Linked DNA regions of Dromaius novaehollandiae: region 1 is linked to region 2. The links are chromatin contacts, called in public Hi-C maps. All regions are on one chromosome and are shown on one strand. Each heading gives the region's core, a stretch centred on a gene start, on an enhancer-like site or on the middle of the called end of the contact. The rest is flanking DNA. Distances are from core to core; before and after follow the strand shown. Region 1 holds the start of TIGD4 (tigger transposable element derived 4). Region 2 overlaps FBXW7 (F-box and WD repeat domain containing 7).

What was found. A called contact is a pair of places that touch in the nucleus more often than the background predicts.
Region 1: a contact with region 2 is called in a Hi-C map of brain, with 2.5 times the contacts expected there. The contact joins the promoter of TIGD4 here to the enhancer-like site in region 2. A contact is called at or near these places in 2 of 4 Hi-C or Micro-C datasets (brain and liver).

The regions. Positions count from the first base shown.
Region 1 is chr4:39,992,688-39,995,387 of bDroNov1.hap1, forward strand. It overlaps TIGD4 (tigger transposable element derived 4), which reads right to left and starts at 1,300. Exons shown (of 1, transcript XM_026104969.2): 1 at 1-1,300. The coding sequence starts at 688. It overlaps ARFIP1 (ADP ribosylation factor interacting protein 1), which reads left to right and starts at 1,355. Exons shown (of 10, transcript XM_026104948.2): 1 at 1,355-1,613. The coding sequence starts at 1,370.
Region 2 is chr4:39,902,493-39,905,468 of bDroNov1.hap1, forward strand. The region is part of intron 1 of FBXW7 (F-box and WD repeat domain containing 7); the gene reads right to left. Among named protein-coding and RNA genes, the nearest start is that of FBXW7, 23 kb to the right of the region's middle. Within about 2 kb of position 1,444, at least 1 of the 2 cell types and tissues checked has open chromatin away from gene starts, as enhancers often do.

The sequences.
Region 1 (2,700 bases), core at 50-2,549, 90 kb after region 2:
AAGGAAGCTTCTCGGAGCCATCCATATTCGTGCCAACCACAACGGTTATTTGCTCTCGGCTCAGCTTACCAACAGAACAGGTTTCCCCTTTAAATGAAAATGTGTTATTAGGTAACATCTGATACAACAGTCCAGTCTCCTTTACATTAAACACGTTTTTTGGCTGGTAGTCATTCAAATAGTAAGGAAGAACATTTTGGTACCAAAGAGTCAAAGCATCCACTGCGGCAGTCGCAGCTGCTCCTGCCGGCCGCGCTCTGAGCACTAACCCATACCTTGACTTGAAACGATCAAGCCAGCCGTTACTGCACTTAAAATCACCGTGGCCGAGTTTCTGGGCAAAGTCGTTAGCTTTGAGGCGCAGCATAGGACCATTTACGGGCACGTTCAGGCACTGAGCGATCCTGTACCACTTCATTAACGCCTCCTCCAGATCGGTGTGGAAAGCAGTCCGCAGCCTTTTCCTTTTAGGATCAAACCCCAGAGATTCGAAGGCTTCCAAAACTTTGTCTTTGTTCTTCAAAATCGAAGACAGCGAATTCTTCTTTATGCCATACTTCGCTGCCACGTCTGCCTTTTTCTTGCCGCTCTCCACCGCGCTTATTATGTCAATCTTCTCCTCGATAGAAATGCTTTTTTTTTTCCTTCCTGTGGGCAGCGGCGCAGAGCTCCCCGCAGCCGCCGCCATGGTGCCCCGCGTTGCCTTGCGAGTGCCGCTCCGGGATGCCAGCGGCTTTAATTAGACCGAAGCATCCCGCTGTCGCAGGCATCGCCCTTGGCACAGCCGCCGGCGCGTCACTACCAGCACGGTCAATCTTAACTCCGCGAACGCCCGGGCAGGGGAAAAGGGCTTCGAAGCCGAGACGCGCATCCAGCGCTCGGCGAGGCCTAGCAGGGTGCCTCGGAGATGACTGTGGGGAAGTCTCCTCGTACGCAAGTGGAAGAACGAGTGAAAAAGGGAGGCTGCAGCTGCAGTGACGAGTCTGCCTGCAGGCACACTGAAAGTGTAGCTGATTTCTGGGTTTTGGGGGGATTTACACGCCCCAGGTGGTCATCCCCCTTCCCTGCCCGACACCAACAGGCGCTAAGAGCATCTTGCCGGCGGTGCGCAGCGCCCCTTACAGCGCCGAGCTGCCGCCCCGGCCGCCGCTGGGGCGAAAAATAAAAATACAGGCAGGACCGAGCCGCGGGCGGAACCCGGCAGAGAGGGCGGTGTTGACGGGGGGGAGATGGGCGGGGGGGCACACGTGGCGGGGCGGGGGGGGGGAGTGAGGCGCGGTGGCCCCGGATGTTGTTGCTAGGGTTACCGCTTGGCGGGGGAGCGACCATAGACAGGTGTGCCGTGGGCTAGAGAGGCGAGCCTTACGGCATGTCCTCAGCGGGGCCACCGTCAGCCGTACTTCCGGCCAAGTACTTCCGGCTCCAGCTGGTACCGGAGGAGGAAGGAAATAAACCTGGAGACGGGCCCCGCCGCCGCGTCCTGCCCCGCCCCGCCCCGCCCGCCCGGCCTGGCCCGGCCCGGTTTTCCTTCCTCCCCTCCCCCCTCCCTCCCTCTCTCCCCTTTCCCCCGCCCCAGCACGAGGCGCCCGGAGCGGCAGCAGCGCCGCCGGCAGGTGAGGGCGGACGCTGCGCAGCGCCGGAGCGAGGAGCCGCCGGGCCGGGCCGGGGGCGGCGGTTGGGCCTGGCGCCTGCGCGGCCCCGCGGAGCGCGCGGGGGTCGCCGCCGCCGCCGCCGCCGGGCGGGAAGGGCAGCGGAGCTGGAGCTGGAGCTGGGTGGAAGGAGGCTTTGGGGGAGGGGGGGAAGGGGAGAGAAAACTCAGCGCAGAGGGAAGACTCCCCGTGCTGCGTGAATTTCGTGCTCCTGAGGGTGTTCCGCGCCCTTACGCTTACTGTGCTGGGTGTTCGGGTTTGTCGTTTGCAGCTCGCTGTGCTGGGTTCACCAGCAACGTGTGGAAGCGCTGCGGTGTTGTGCCGCGAGCAGGTGCTGTACCCGTTACTGCGTACAGGCTGTAGGCAGTTCCCGCTGGCGTTTGATCTGTCGGTTTTAGCTCAAAGCACTTCCCAGCCTCTCGTCTCACTTTCCTTGACCTGGATGTAGTTTCAGTGCCTAACGTGTCCTTTCTAGGTTTGGTGGAGCTGGTAACAGGGTTCGTCGTTTGCTGGCACTGGCTTTGTTATCTATATATTGGTTCGCTAGAAAGGGTAACTTAAGGGTCTTTGGTAGGGCTGGAGAAGGATGCAATGTGATCTGTGTGGCTCGAAGGCTTACAACTGAGTCATTAACTTATAGATGTATTTGTGTATATATGTATGCGTACATACAATTAAAACAGAAAAAATAAATAATACAGAGAAACGTTAAATTGGAAGTTAAGGCAATATCTCGATCACATGGTTCTTCCTGTTTTCCCAGAAGTCATAACGGGAGCCTTAGTTCATCTGGAGAAGAGCAAGCAGAGTGTTAAAGTGGTGAGGGGCAGGCTGTTCTGGTGTGGGGACTGTGGATATTAGTTACAGGCCTGACCCCAGTCTTCATCTCTGGTGCCTTGTAACTTTCCTAGCAGCATAATTAGCTTTTGTAAGTGTAACTGAAGCAATGGAATAAACTGACTTACAAATAGTTATTTCAGAAACATGAGAAAATCTTTTTATAAAGTAGAGTTTGGTTTTTTTTGTTTTTCTTTTTTTTGCTTTTCATCCT
Region 2 (2,976 bases), core at 194-2,693:
TAACATTTTTCTGTGTTAATGTGGATGTGCAGCTAATTGGAAAAAGACTCAAAGACGGTAAGTACTCTGGTCTGCTGTACCATATGTGTTGTTCCACTCTGTATCCATAATCCAGTGGACCCACTTGATGCAGTTGTTCCACTTATCCAGATATATACCATTTCTTATAGAAGGAAGCTGGGTTGATCCAGGCCTTTGTTATCTTAAGAGTAAATTATCACAATTGCACTCTATATACAGATACTTCTTGGGGCAACTCTAAAACAACACTCCATGAGAACATCTTGGGTCCTCACTGATTTGCATAAAGGCATCCATTTTTCTGGGCAATACTCTGGTAAATTGAGATAAATAAGATACTCAGTTTAACAGTTGATCTAAGTCTACATCCAGATTCATATGCAATATCACTAAATTATTCTTCAAGATCCTTCAGTTCTATAGCCATCTAAATATTCATTTAAAATATTAGGATTTAAACAGGAAAATAATGTATTATATACATCCTCCTTTTTTACTGGGAGGAAGTTCAATTCTTTGCAAACCACATCAGAAATTCCCAGTAGTTTGAAGCATTATATTATGTAATACTAAGTTTCTAGTATTATACTAAGTTCTAATCTCACAAAACCAAAAAAAAAGAAAGTATTACTATAAAAGTTATCAAAACCAGTCTAAACTGTAACAAAGAGACACAAGACCCTCATGAGGGCACCAAGCACCTTTGAAAATAGACAAGGATACTGATAAACTTCTCATTTCCCACAACTGAGACATTATCATCAATTCAGGGTTGACTATCAACTCAAGTTCATCCCATGATATAAAATTCTATCCAACTAATAATGAAGAATAATGGAAGCATTTATCAGGGAAGGAAGGGCTGCTTTTACACTTCCCATTTGTTTGCTCTTTTATAAAGTCAGGCAGAATATTTTGTCGGCAGTGCTCAGAACAAACAAACAGGAAAGAATTAAAATGGGATACAGTTCTCTCTCCCACTAACAGATGCACCAACAGAGAAGCACCAAAAGAAAGGGTAAAAATGAAACTAACTTAAAATTGACCAGTCTTTTTCAAAAATGAGAATTTCTTTGCTAAAAGAATTCCATTTTAATAATCCAATCGGAGGAGCATTTTCTCCCACAATTTGAATGCCATTTATACAAATCCCCAAACTTGAAAGAAGTGAAAAAACGCAAATCCTTTCTAATGGCATGTAGCATGTCAGATCCTTTCTGTTTGCTGTTGTTTAAATTAGCATGACAGCTACTCGAAAATCTGCAGAGCCCAAACATGGGAGAAAATACATTTTAGCAAACCAAGGAGCACCAGCAGCAGATCCAGGTGTTCCAGACATCTCTGCCCCCCAAGAGCTGGGTCCTGCAGCTCTGCCTCTGTTCTCGCTCATGAGCTGTAATTCTACCCACACAATAGCAGAAAGAGCCCGTTCCTTCCTGCAGCAGTAACAGGAGCATCTGTACTGTGTGCTATTTTTAGAAGCTACTAGTCCAGAGCAATTTAAGAGAGGAATGAAGAGCTGCAGGCCAGAATCCAGGATCTGCCTCCAAGCTACTGCCGGATCTGACTCAAAGGAAAGTGTCAAGCTCTTAGTGCCCTTCACCACCTAGAACAAGGGCACAAGCTGAGACAGGCTTGCTGGAGCAATGTTTTGCTTCTCTCACGTTGCTTCAGGATCTCCTGGAGGTCCACAGCAGGTTTTGTCTGCGGCGTTTCCAGCTCCAGGCAGGGATCACTTCGCAGATCATACTCAAATGACGTCTGCAGGCTCCTCTTTGTAGCCCAGGGGTTAAAACTTTTCATGGACAATGTAAGGCTTTTCTTCTGAATTACTGCGTGACTGCAGGATCCCAAACCCGAAGTTTAGGCCTATAATTCACATGCCTCAGCTTAATAGTGTTCAGTACTTCTTTCCAATTCACTGGACCACAGAAAGATATACGTTGAGTATCTGTGCACCAAATGATCTGTAGACTTTTATATCCACTCCTAGGAGTGTAATGCCAGATCTAAACTGTATACTGGAAATCAGAGTAAAGCACTACTTCATTAAATGACAATTCTAGCATGAGAAATTTTCAACCATTAAAATCAACATGTTTTCTTGGATTTTTTTGAAATTCATTTCAGACATGGGATATAAACAACATTATTTTAAAATAAAATATGAATAGTCTGTCTTACAGATAGTGATTTACAAGATCCATACAGGGCATTTAAAAGCTCTTAAAATTCAAGCTGTCTTCAAAAGGAAAAAGGGAAGTACTAACATTATCTTTTCTCAATATCCTGACCACTCTGAGGAAGTTTCTTCAGATTTCCTTGCGAGCTGCTTAAAAATTACAGGCAAAGTCTTCCCATAAGAAGAGAAAGAAAAGAAAGAAAATTATTGTATCTGACATTTGGATCTCAGAATTGCAAACAGCTAACTTTCCAGAGACTGAATCACATAATTTTGTGCTTCAAACTCTAACAAAAAGGGCTCGTGTTGTTTTAAGACTGCATTTGGTTTCTGTGAAGCACCAACAAACTCAGAGGAAGCTGTATCAAGGTCCTAGTTTCCTGAGGCAAAAGAAAATAAAAATGTGCACTTCTAGCAATAATGTGCCAGCATCAAAACTTGTAGTGACACATATCTTCGCATACCTATGGAGGAAGCAGATTGCCATTGAACTTTCAGTAAATATTCAGTGTCAATGAGGAGTATTAATGCATTCCTCCTCTCAGTTTTGTCTCTACAGCTTTGAAAATTCACACACACAATCTGCCAACCTTATTTCAGCCACAGGCTGTTCATATGCATTCTTTGCAATCAAGGACAACTTCAGTTCAGACATTTTACTACAAACACACGATGCAGGAGTTTCAACGCTAGACGTGCGCATACAATGCTAAACTCCAGCACCGATTTGCGGCTATATACTTGTGCCCATACGCTATTAGAAGCGGGACAGG